Regions from separate parts of the Sus scrofa genome. Here all the other regions are linked to region 4. A link is a contact called in public Hi-C and HiChIP or PLAC-seq data. All regions are on one chromosome and are shown on one strand. The core of a region is the stretch at or near the end of the contact, and the rest is flanking DNA. Distances in the headings are between cores, read along the strand shown. Region 1 has its middle 100 kb from the start of ADRB2. Region 2 has its middle 65 kb from the start of ADRB2. Region 3 has its middle 83 kb from the start of ADRB2. Region 4 holds the start of ADRB2 (adrenoceptor beta 2).

What was found. A called contact is a pair of places that touch in the nucleus more often than the background predicts. HiChIP or PLAC-seq counts read pairs in DNA pulled down with a chosen protein or histone mark.
Region 1: a contact with region 4 is called in an H3K27ac HiChIP or PLAC-seq map of skeletal muscle. The contact joins the enhancer-like site here to the promoter of ADRB2 in region 4. A contact is called at or near these places in 8 of 47 Hi-C or Micro-C datasets (embryonic fibroblasts, fetal skeletal muscle, heart right ventricle and 3 more) and 2 of 2 datasets of contacts at active chromatin or transcription factors (alveolar macrophages and skeletal muscle).
Region 2: a contact with region 4 is called in a Hi-C map of liver, with 2.0 times the contacts expected there. The contact joins the enhancer-like site here to the promoter of ADRB2 in region 4. A contact is called at or near these places in 1 of 5 promoter capture datasets (liver), 6 of 47 Hi-C or Micro-C datasets (blood, liver and skeletal muscle) and 2 of 2 datasets of contacts at active chromatin or transcription factors (alveolar macrophages and skeletal muscle).
Region 3: a contact with region 4 is called in an H3K27ac HiChIP or PLAC-seq map of skeletal muscle. The contact joins the enhancer-like site here to the promoter of ADRB2 in region 4. A contact is called at or near these places in 7 of 47 Hi-C or Micro-C datasets (embryonic fibroblasts, fetal skeletal muscle, heart right ventricle and 3 more) and 1 of 2 datasets of contacts at active chromatin or transcription factors (skeletal muscle).

What each region holds. Positions count from the first base shown.
Region 1 is chr2:150,134,423-150,137,315 of Sscrofa11.1, reverse strand. No RefSeq gene overlaps it. Among named protein-coding and RNA genes, the nearest start is that of ADRB2, 100 kb to the right of the region's middle. Within about 2 kb of position 1,290, at least 8 of the 83 cell types and tissues checked have an H3K27ac peak or open chromatin away from gene starts, as enhancers often do. A contact at or near this core is called in skeletal muscle, where this site is marked.
Region 2 is chr2:150,097,410-150,100,244 of Sscrofa11.1, reverse strand. No RefSeq gene overlaps it. Among named protein-coding and RNA genes, the nearest start is that of ADRB2, 65 kb to the right of the region's middle. Within about 2 kb of position 1,529, at least 4 of the 83 cell types and tissues checked have an H3K27ac peak or open chromatin away from gene starts, as enhancers often do. A contact at or near this core is called in liver, where this site is marked.
Region 3 is chr2:150,115,664-150,118,609 of Sscrofa11.1, reverse strand. No RefSeq gene overlaps it. Among named protein-coding and RNA genes, the nearest start is that of ADRB2, 83 kb to the right of the region's middle. Within about 2 kb of position 1,264, at least 7 of the 83 cell types and tissues checked have an H3K27ac peak or open chromatin away from gene starts, as enhancers often do. A contact at or near this core is called in skeletal muscle, where this site is marked.
Region 4 is chr2:150,032,237-150,035,117 of Sscrofa11.1, reverse strand. It overlaps ADRB2 (adrenoceptor beta 2), which reads right to left and starts at 1,322. Exons shown (of 1, transcript NM_001128436.1): 1 at 66-1,322. The coding sequence starts at 1,322. The coding sequence ends at 66.

The sequences.
Region 1 (2,893 bases), core at 41-2,540, 100 kb before region 4:
AGGGGGGCTCGGTGACGGCCCACATACTTTCCCAAGGCTGCTGTCTAAGCTCCCGTCAGGCCGGGTGAACCCTGTGCGTCCCCCCTTCCCCACCCCTGTGCTCTCTGCCGCCTCCCATCCTGCCCCACATCCTCTCTGTCCTGTGCCGTCCACCCTGGCCTCTTCCTCTGCCACTCCTCAGAAGCCGTGTCTCGTAGGAGCACCTCCTTGATGGGGTGATCATGTCACCCACTTTTCCATCCTCGTCCTGTGCCCTTCTCCGCACCGCACCCGAACTTCTCTCTCCAGCTCCCAGAGCTGTTTCTTGTCTGGAATTCTCAGCCTCCTCCCTCCCCTCACCACGTCTCACTTTTGTCTTGCCAATCCTTCCAGTTCCAGCTAAGCCCTTTCTTCAGCGAAGCCCTCCTCTAGGGGCCCAGCGCCTGCCCCGTGCTGTGTTAACACTCTGCCTCCTTCCCAGCGCTCGCAGGGCAGTACTAACGTGGTCGTGTGTGATGACGGATGCCCACTCCTTCCGAGACAGAAGCAGGGGCAGGGGGCGAAGCACGTGTTTAGTAGGTTCTGGGTGGTGAGTTGAGTGGATAAGTGGCTGTCAGTGGATTTAATGCCTTTCACACATATATAAGTTATTAATTATGCTCAGGCCAGGACTGTAAACTGAAACTTTGTTCATCAGTTCACAAAGTAGAGTGACATGTTTTGCCACTAGAGGGCATCGTGAAACCGTAAAGTTGGGGGTGAGCCTCAGGGACCCTGGCCTCTTTTTGAGTTGACGTGTAAAGTTCAGTCACTTTGTATTCTGTGTCCACTCAGGACACATCAATTAAAATTTTAAAAAATGTGTAGACCCTTATGAGTTGGAAGGCTTGCCAGAGCCTGTTTGGTCCAACCCTGGACACTTGAGACCTGAGGGAGAGTGAGTTCCCCTGCCTTCATTGGCCCCAGGACACCGATTTGTTCCTGGCTGTGGGAAAATCCCTCTTTTTCAATATTCCTTTTTTCCTATTTTGTAGGAGAAACTGTTGTAACTCCTGTCTCTTTCAATCCATCCAATAAATATTTACTGACTTTCCACCGTGCGATGGGCACTGTGTTAGGTGCTAGTATTTCTAGTTTGCAAAACAGGCCTCTGTCTCATGGAGTCCACTGTCTGGTTGGGAAAATGAATATTGAAAAGTAATATATAGATACTATCTGTGATTAGTGCAAAATGAAAGTCAGAGCCTGAGGACAGGACATAACAGAGCTCCTGCCTCTTTCTTGAGCTCCCTCTTGGAGGAGGGCCATTTGGCAGAAACCCAGAGGCTGAGCAGCCACTGGCAGAGGGATCAGAAGGCCAGGTTTCCACCCTGGAGTTCCCTGGTGGCCTGCTGGTTCAGGATCTGCTATTATCACTGCTGTGGCTCACATTTGATCCCTGGCCTGGGAATTTCTGCATGCCAGAGGTGTGACCAAAAAAAAAAAAAAAAGACCAGGCTTCTATCAACAGGCCCATTTGGGCTGCCAGGCGTTGCCGGGAAAGTCCTGTGCCCTCTGTCTTCTCTTCTCCCCTCTGTGTGCTTATAGGAGCGCTTCGAGCCTCAGCTTTTGATTAGGAGGGCACATATCTTCAACATCTGAGGTGCATTGTGCAAGGCTCTTAGTCCCGGGGTCCAGCCCAGGGGTTTGACCAGCCTCCTGGGTGGAAAGGGGAGTCCGAATTGGTGGCCTCCCACTGAGCAGTGGCCCAGTGGCTGAACCTCAAATCTTGTTCTTGATTTTGGGCAAACCCCTGGGGCAAATCCTTGGGGCAGCTTGGCTCAGGCCTAGGAAGTCTGCGACCTTAAGACCTCGCATAAAGGCTTTCCCTGTGGCTCAGACTGCCCCGAGGAGGAGGAGGAGCTGGCTTGTGCGCATGTCTGTGCGTGGACCTCCCCTCCGCGATGCCGAGGTGGAGGAGGCCCCCAGCGCCGGCACGTTGCCGAGCTCTCCAGGTGACTCGGCTGCGTCTTAAGGTCTGGATAGCCTCACCCTGGAGCTTTCTGTAGAAAGGATTTGTGACACTCAGCCCTCCAGTGGGCTTTGATTTACGTTTTATCACGTGTCTTCCAGAAAAGTTTTTGTCGTTCATCTGATATCCTCAGTGCACACAGGGACCTCCCTTTCGGGCGTCGCCATTCGTGGTGGGACGTTTCACTCCAATAGAGTCTTTCATGTCCATTAATTTCTGCACATGAGGATCACACCTATTTATGCTGCACGGACTAAGTAGCTAATTAAATGAAAACATCAGGAATTTCGCTTTCTGGAAGGTGGGCAGTCTGAATTTCCAGAAGGTAGGGAGATGGGGAAAATTTGTGGCAGGAGGCACAAAGAATTAAATTTCAAAACCTAGAGTTAAGCTCCTCCAGGTTAAAGCACTTATTTATTGTGAGATTTGTAATGACTGCCCACCTGGGACAGGTGAGCCCTGGATGAAGTGTCCCCTGAATGCAGTTAAGAACCTGATGCCCTTGAATGTGCCATTGCTGAGAAGGCTTCTGCCAGGGAGCCATCTGTGGGATTAAGGAACACTCTGATCGCCTCACTCGGAGCTGAAAAAGGGCTCATGCAGAGATATCTTGCATCTCAAAAATGTCTTGGCTTTTGATAAGGAATTTTTCAATCGGAACTCTTACCTTGCTGATCTGTTGCTTCAGTCCCTGGCTTGCCCATCAGATTTCTGGAATTCGTGGGGGGCGGTTGCAGCAGGAGGCTAGGCTGGCCCAGAGCAGAGCTGAGGGAGATGGGGGCCCAGTCGGTTCTTGCCTGTCCCAGGATGGCCGGAGGCCTCTAAGGAAGAGAGAGGGAGGGAGCGTGAGGCCGTGTAAAGCACAGAGGCGCGGGGCTCTCTAGGCCCTGGCTGCCTGGGTCA
Region 2 (2,835 bases), core at 280-2,779, 65 kb before region 4:
CTCAAAGCGCGTAACTCCCTCTATGCTGGGGCATCAGCCCGTTAGAAAGGGCGGGACTGAAAGCCGGGGCTACTCCAGGCATGGGCAGCCCTGCACTGAGGGTGGGCCTCCGTCTCCAGGCCTGTGATAATTCTGCACCAGTGACGTCAGGGCCCCTAGAGCTGAAGGGTAACCCAGCTTCTCTTCTGATCCTTGTTCTCAGACCAAAGGCGGGGACTCCCCAGTTTCTGGTCTGATCGGCCTCAGCCCAGCCTCTTAGAGCTTTCAGAGCTGAGATTGCTCTGGGCGTTGCTGACTAAACCCAGAGTATAGTTTCTACCAGAGTGAGGGGCTGACAGTTTTCTGAGTCAGAGGAGCCTCTAAAGTATTTAGGGTTGAGGAAGATGAAAGTTTCAAGTAATGGTTGCCATGCACTTATGAAGGACAGAGAAACAAGGGCTCATGTGACCTCTGGCTCTCGTTCACCTCCATGCTTGCTTTTTTTTTTTTTTTTTAGGGCCACACCCTAGGCATATGGAGGCTCCCAGGCTAGGGGTCTCATCAGAGCTGTAGCCGACGGCCTACACCACAGCCACAGCAACGCCAGATCTGAGCCGCATCTGCGATCTACACCACAGCTCACGGCAACGCTGGATCCTTAAGCCACTGAGCGAGGCCAGGGGTCGAACCTGCAACCTCATGGTTCCTAGTCGATTTGTTTCCGCTGGGCCACAATGGGAACTCCCACCTCCGTGCTTGTTGAGTCCATTTCATGTGACTTCCCGCCTGGCCTTGGTCCTCCCTGCGATGTCCCTCAGCTGTTCATGCTGCAGTCACTGGCGCCGGGCCCTGTGCTACAGGTCGGTGAAGCTGAAGGTGGATCTGACCCTGGCTGTGATGCTGCCGGGTGGCAGGGCAGCCCCACGGGAGCAGCTATGCTGGATGTGACTTGTGTGCTCTAACACCTGGGGTGCCACAGCGAGTCATTCTGCCCTGGGGTGACATCTGGGCCCAGAAGGCGAGGAGGAGCTGAAAGTGGAGAGAGCAGGCATGCCAGGCGCGAAACATGGCACACACAAAGGCATGAACTCTCTTCCACCCTGTCCCCCTTTGTCACCCACTGTGGGTGGCGCTGTGGGAGGCAATGGGTCAGGAATTGCAGGGTCAGAGCCCAAGGCAAGCAGAGCCGGTGCTCGGGAGGCTCCTTCCTCTTTCCTCTGCAAATGGAGGCCCCCGACGGGCCTTCCCTCCCTCTCCTTCTCCTGCTTCAGAGGACCCGCATCCTCCTGGGTCGGAGGACCAGCTCTGGCCCTGCCTTCAGCCCCCAGGTCCCTCTCCACTCCGTCACCAGGCACCGTCGATCCCTTCCGGGCCCCGTGGGCTGTCCTCGCTGCTGTCCAGTTCCACAGCTACTGCCAAGGTTCAAACCCCAGCCGTCTCCCACCCGGCTGGTTGCAAAACCTCCATGTTGGTCCCGAGCCCGAGGCCTCTTTGTTCCTCGCCGTCCTGTGTGTGTTGCCAGATGAATCTTCCCCACACGGTGTTTTGTTGACCTCATGCACCTGTTTTGAAATCTTTGTGAGCACATTTCCTCAGACCTCACCGTCTGCTGTGTGCAGACAAGGCCGTGTTCGAATTCGTGACCCAGTTGTCTCTGGCGCCTGCCTCTCTGCTGACATGGGCCGTGGTCTCTTCCAAACTGTACCCCGAGCAGTTCTGGGAAGCCCCGGGTATCCTCGGACCATCTGGACGCGTCTGTGACCAGGCCGGACATACCCCGGGAAAAAGTGTGTGGAGGTTTTACATAGCAATGTGACAGGCTGTGACCTTTAGCACACGTGACTTTTTAATGTTGCAAAGCAAACAAACAAGACGCTGCCCCAACAAAAAGCCGCTGGTCCTTCACCACAGAGGCTTTGCGAGCCGCAGCCCTGGGTCTCATATGCAAATACCCCTCTGTGTGTTTCCTCATCTGCTCCCTGTTACCCACTGGCAGCCTTGGAGTTGCTTTTTCAGAAAATCAGTCCTTCCTGCTCCACTTCTTGGAGCACAGCTCCCCAGTGTCTTCATACAAGAAACAGCTTGCTTAGAGAGTGAGAGAGAGAAAATTCAGAGCATCTGCCCTTTTAACATTAAATTTGAAAGAGAAAGACAAACACCGTATGATATGACTTATATCTGGAATCTAATATACGGCACAAACGAACCTCTCCACAGAGAAGAAACAAACCTGTGGACGTGGAGAACAGACGTGTGGCTGCCCAGGGGTGGGGGAGGGGGTGGGATGGACTGGGGGTTTGGGGTTAATAGATGCAGACTACTGCCTTTGTTACGGATAAGCAATGAGATCCTGCTGTGTAGCACGGGAACTGTGTCTAATCATTTGTGATGGAACACGATGGAGGATAATTTGAAAAAATTAATGCATATAAATGTATAACTGGGCCACTTTGTTCTACAGCAGAAATTGACCGAACATTGTAAATCAACTATAAAAAAAGACAAAAAACATTAAGTTTGAGATTTCCATTTCAAATTACTATTTGCATTCTTTCTCTAAAGTATTTTTCCCCCTGTTTAGCATGATGACTTTAAAAAAACACACTTTATTTATTTATTTTTGTCTTTTGTCCTTTTAGGGCCGCACACGCTGTATATGGAGGTTCTCAGGCTAGGGGTCGAATTGGAGCTGTAGCTGATGGCCTGTACCACAGCCACAGCAACGCCAGATCCAAGCCACGTCTGCAACCTACACCACAGCTCATGGCAACGCCGCATCCTTAACCCACTGAGCAAGGCCAGGGATCGAACCCGAAACCTCATGGTTCCTAGTTGGATTGGTTTCTGCTGCACCAC
Region 3 (2,946 bases), core at 15-2,514, 84 kb before region 4:
GAAAACGAGATGTTTTAGTTTTGCAGATAGGATACCAAGGTTTCAGGGACATTAGATCCCCTGGCAGTTATCATCAGTGGCAAAGCCAGGTCTAAAAATCTCGATTCCAAATAGTCCAGGAATCTCTTTCCTGTGCTATGTTGCTCTGGTGCCCAGGTGTTTCTAGAATGGCCCTTGAATTTGGTATAACTCACTCACCACAACTTCTCTGTTTCCAGATGTATATTCTGAGCAATACGAGTAAAATAGGGTCAGTTACATGGTAAGTTTAGAAATATTTGTCTCGCGGAGTCACTGGAGGAAAACAGGAAAGACGAGGCCAAGCTCGTCAAGGCAGGAAGTGGAAAGAGGACTCGGGGCACCTGTGTGTGTGTGTGTGTGTGTGTGTGTGTGTGTGTGTGTGTGTGTGTGTGTGTGTGTGTGTGTGTGTGTGTGTAGGTCTGTGTGCGTGGGGGGTGCTGCATATGCCAACATAGGCAAGCTTCTGACCCTGGAATAAAGATGACAATAGCAGTGACAGTAACAGTAGCATTATTTCCTTTTACATTTAAAAAAATTAATTTTTTATTATAGTGGATTTGCAGTGTTGTGCCAATTTCTGCTGTATAGCAATAACATTATTTCTTGAATGTCTAATATGTGACAACTTTCAAAAAGCTAAATGCTTTATCTGCATCCTCAAATTTAAATGGTGAGGTCAGTCAGCCCTCCCCATTTCCTTGAAGGGGAGACAAAATCTTATAGGGCTGGTAATTGGCAGCAAGAAACTCAACCAAAGTCTGTCTGACATTAAAATGTGCACTCTGATCCCATCAGCTACACTTGGACTTCAGAGCCCCCAGAGTCACAGGGACTCAGGCATTTTGGTACCAGTGGCAGCTCTTGAGATTGGATCTGCCTCAGAGGCAGGGCCCCTGACTTCCACGCCGAGACACCATGAAAAGCTTGAATTAGATCTACCTCTCCAGCAAGTTGAGTCAGTCCAGGATGATTCAGCCGCCTGCAACTTGGCTGTCTGAGGTTCTTTGACCTGGGAACCAAGCCTTCCATTCCCCACGTAAAGATAAAATATCACGATTCTTGTAGCTGTGTTTTAGTCAGTGAGCAAGTTGGAAACAGTGGCCAAAAGCAATCCCAGCATGTGTACAGCCTTTTAAGATTTTCAAAGTATTTCCCCTCTGTGTTTTGTCAAGGTAATTAGAGCAGCCCCTCTTTGACAGATCAGATCAGAGGGAAGTGTTACGTACATCTCAGAAGGGCTCGACTGGGAACTCAGTACCTCATCTTTTTAGGCCATTTCCTCTTTGCCGGGCACTGGAACGATGAAGGTCCTAGGAGGGGTTAGAAGCTTGAAGGGTGGGGAGAAGTTCTGCTGAGGGACCCACTGTGGGAAAGGAAAAAAAAATCAGCAACAATAAGTGACTCTTCAGAGGGTGCAGCGCTGGCCAGCCTGCTTCTCTTCAGCCGGGTGGGGGCCCAGAGGAGCTGTGCCCGGAGGTATTTTTGTCTCGTTGCTTCAGCTCAGGCAGCTCCACTTGGAATGATTTATGATGAGTTCTTGGGTTTGTTTTGTAAACACAGCTCATACGGCAGGAGGGAGTGACATTCCCAGGGTCTTCCTTTATGAGCACTGAAATTATTTTGCTTTGGGCTGATGCTCTCAGGTTGTTGAACCTAGTACATTCGGATGGGAAAAGGCAGCGCAGGTCACCCAGCCTCTGTCTCATTTTGCAGCTGGTGAAGCCGAGGCCTGGAGACGGCGAGGGAGTTGCCTGAGGCGCACAGCTTTGGCCAGGGCCTGGGCTGGAACACCCCTGCGTGCTCAGCTGTCTCTTCCATCATCACGATAGCTCTGGGGGCTGAGGGGAACAGTGAGCCCGCAAGATGCAGTCTGCTCCTTCGTGGAGCTCGGGCTTTATCGGGGGAGCGTGGCCAAACAGATCATCAAAAGCCACTTTGAGATGTCACTCCCCACCGGTCAGAGTGGCTGTTATCAGAAAGTCAAGAAATACGGAGTTCCCGGCTTCCCACTTATGCCGTGGAAATGAATCCGACTAGGAACCATGAGGGCTTCGCTCAGTGGGTTAAGGATCCGGTGTTGCTGTGAGCTGCGGTGTAGGTTGCAGACGTGGCTTGGACCCCGAGTGGCTGTGGCTGTGGCCGTGGCCGTGGCCGTGGCCAGCAGCTGAAGCTATGATTCGACCCCTAGCCTGGGAACTTCGTATATGCCATGGGTGGGGCCCTAAAAAGCAAGAACAACAACAACAACAACAAAACAGGTCAAGAAATAAATACTGGTGAGGATGTGGAGAAAAGGGGACCGTGTGCACTGTTGGCAGAAAAATAGAAATTGGTGCAACCACTATGGAAAACAGTTTGGAGCGTCCTCAAAAAAACAAAAATAGAACTATCATACAAAGGAGCAGTTTTACTTTTGCAAATTATCTGAGGGAAAAAAAACACTAGCTCGAACAGATATATGCACCCAGTGTTCATTGAAGCATTATTTATAACAAAAAAGATATGGAAGCAACCTAAGTGTCCATTGATAGATAAATGGATAAAGATGTGGTACAAACATACAGTGGAATATTAGTCACAGAGAAGGAAATCCTTTTTTTTTGGTATTACAATAGCTTTTTTTATTAGTACACATTTAAGTAAAAATTGTACCTCAGTTTTCTCTGCATTACTCTTTCATGTTTGATTCTTCTCTCTATTATCTCTTATTGTGAATGATAAAAATTAGAAAGCTTAATATTCTTCAACATCGAAGTTCTGTTTCTCTTTTTAATTTATTTTTAAAACCTTTTTAATGTAATGATTTTTATTTTTTTCCACTGTAGCTGGTTTACAGTGTTCTATCAATTTTCTACTGTACAGCATGGTGACCCAGTTACACATACATGTATACATTCTTTTTTCTCACATTATCAGGCTCCATCA
Region 4 (2,881 bases), core at 73-2,572:
TCACACTCGAGTTGTTTAGTGTTTGGCTGGGAGGGAAAGGGGCGCTTAGAAAGTAGACACCTGCATCACAGCATGGAGTCATTTGTACTACAGTTCCTCCCCTGTGAATCAGTGCTATCATCGGGCACAGTACCTTGCCGGTGTGCACAGCCTTCCGGGCCTGGGGGCTCCTCACACAGCCGTTCGCTGTCTTTCTCCTCCCCCAGGTAACAGCCACTCTGTTCCCCTGTGTAGTCAGTCCTACCGTTGCTGTTGCTGGAGCAGCCGTTCCCATAGGCCTTCAGGGAAGACCTGTGCAGGCACAGAAGCTCCTGGAAGGCCATCCTGAAATCTGGACTCCGGCAGTAGATGAGGGGGTTGAACGCCGAGTTGACGTAGCCCACCCAGTTTAGCAGGATGTAAACTTCCTTGGGGATGAGGTTGTCATGGATCCCGTGCACAATGTTGACGATGAAGAAGGGCAGCCAGCACAGGGTGAACGTCCCCATGATGATCCCTAGCGTCTTGAGGGCTTTGTGTTCCTTCAAGCAGAACTTGGAGGACCTCCGATGTCCCGGCCCGCTCCGCCCATCCTGCTCCGCTTGGCTGAGGTTCTGGGCGTGGAAGCGGCCCTCAGACTTGTCGATCTTCTGGAGCTGCCTTCTGGCTACTTGAAAGACCCTGGAGTAGACGAAGACCATGACTACCAGGGGCAGGTAGAAGGACACGATGGAAGAGGCGATGGCGTAAGGCTGGTTGGTGAAGAAGTCGCAGCAGGCCTCCTCTGCATAGCAGTTTAAGGCTTCCCGGTGGGTGGCCTGGTACCAGTGCATCTTAATGGGTAAGAAGGAGATAAGGCCCGACACGACCCACACCATCAGAATGACCACCCGGGCCTTGTTCTTGGTCAGCAGGCACTGGTACTTGAAGGGGGACGTGATGGCAAGGTAGCGATCCACGGCGATCACGCACAGGGTCTCAATGCTGGCCGTGACGCACAGCACGTCAATGGAAATCCAAAACTCGCACCAGAAACTGCCGAAAGTCCACATTTTCATGAGGATGTGGCTGGCCCCAAAGGGCACCACCGCCAGGCCCATGACCAAGTCAGCACAGGCCAGGGAGGTGATGAAGTAGTTGGTGACCGTCTGGAGACGCTCGAACTTGGCGATGGCTGTGATGACCAGCACGTTTCCAAACACGATGGCCAGGACAATGAGCGACATGACGATGGCCATGCCCACCACCCATGCCTCGTTCCGCTCCTGTGGGACGTCCTGGTCCGGCGCATGGCTTCCGTTGGGCGCCAGCAAGAAGACGCTGCGGTTCCCGGGCTGCCCCATGGCGCGCAGGCGGGCAGGTGAGCGCGCTGGCAGCCGGCGCACCCGCCGCGCCTCAGCGGGCCGACCTCCGGCGGGGGGCTGCGGGCAGCGAGCGGGCGCCTAGAAGCCTCATTCAGCGGCCGTGGGGTGGGTGTGGAGGGGGCGCGTGGTGCACTCAGCTCCCGGGGTGCTCGAGGCTCGCAGTGCCGGCGGGTCTCTGCCTGCGCTCCGGAGAAGCCGCCTCGGAGTGCGCGCTGCCCGTTATGTGCACAGGACTTGAGGGGAACTGCCCTCCCCGTGACGTGCTCCAACTTGGGACCAATGGCGCGCGGGAAGCCCCAAAGGGGCGAGGCCCCCCCCCCCCCCCCCGCCCCTTCCCTCCCTCTCCCGCCTCCTCCTGGGGCTGGCCCGGGCGGGGCCCCGCTGCTCCCTGCCGGCCGGTCGCCACTCCCTCCAGGCTACCCAGGCTGGCCCCAGGGCTGAAGCTGAAGTTGGGGGGTGCCGCTTACCAGCGAGCTGGGAGCTGCGCAGTCTTCTGTGGCTGCTACCTGCCTGCCCGGGCTTGTCGTGAGGCCTGAGGACCCTGGGCAGAGGGTAGTGCGCAGGCACTCCCTCCTATTCGGAAATAGACGAGAATGAGAGTGCCCGCCAGGACACGCACGGACAGGCACAATTCACCTGGCAGACGTGCACGGACTTAGACGGAGCCACAGCCACCGACACGCAGACACACCCATCCAGCACACCGACAAGCACACGCGCGTGCGCGCACGGACACACACACACACACAAGCAAATCGGCGCAAAGTCAACCTTAACTAACGCAGAGACGTGGTCAGGAACAAACCCAGCAGCACCCAGAACCACAAAGTCATAGGCACACACGAAAAGAAGTAAACAACACACTAAGGGCCACGTGGAGGCAAGCCGGGAGTCACAGCCAAGGACGTCCCCACCCATGTTCTACAAACCCTTCTCCGGCACCCTGGATCTCCGTCCTTTCCTCCCCAGCATGCGGACATTTCGCATATTCCCTTTCAAACATTTGGCGAGACCTCAGGAGGTGACTTCAGCAGCTGCCCATTTCCTCAGCTCGCTCGCTGTCAAGGACTTTCGGTGCTCTCCTTGGGAATCTGCAGGCACTGAGACAGGCTTTTACGCTTGGGATTTCATTCAGACCTGGGCTATCCATGCGTGTGTTTGGGGACAGAAAGAGAAAGTTGTATGCTTTAATTTTAATTCTAGTGAGTGTGGCATCACTCCTTCATTATCTGTTCAAGTGAAAATGTACTGAAAATAGAATAATTTTTCTTTGAAGCTCTACTTCATTCATGCCTGGGCAACTAGAAAAATCATCTGCTGGGTAGTTTGGTGATCCGAGCCATATGAAATTGCTGCTATTCTATAATCTCTGCTTCTAAAACATGGCAATTTATTATGGTTCACATTACTAAGAATGTGTAACATTAAAAATGTTTTGAGGCGTTCCCGTCGTGGCGCAGTGGTTAACGAATCCGACTAGGAACCATGAGGTCGCGGGTTCCATCCCTGGCCTTGCTCAGTGGGTTAACGATCCGGTG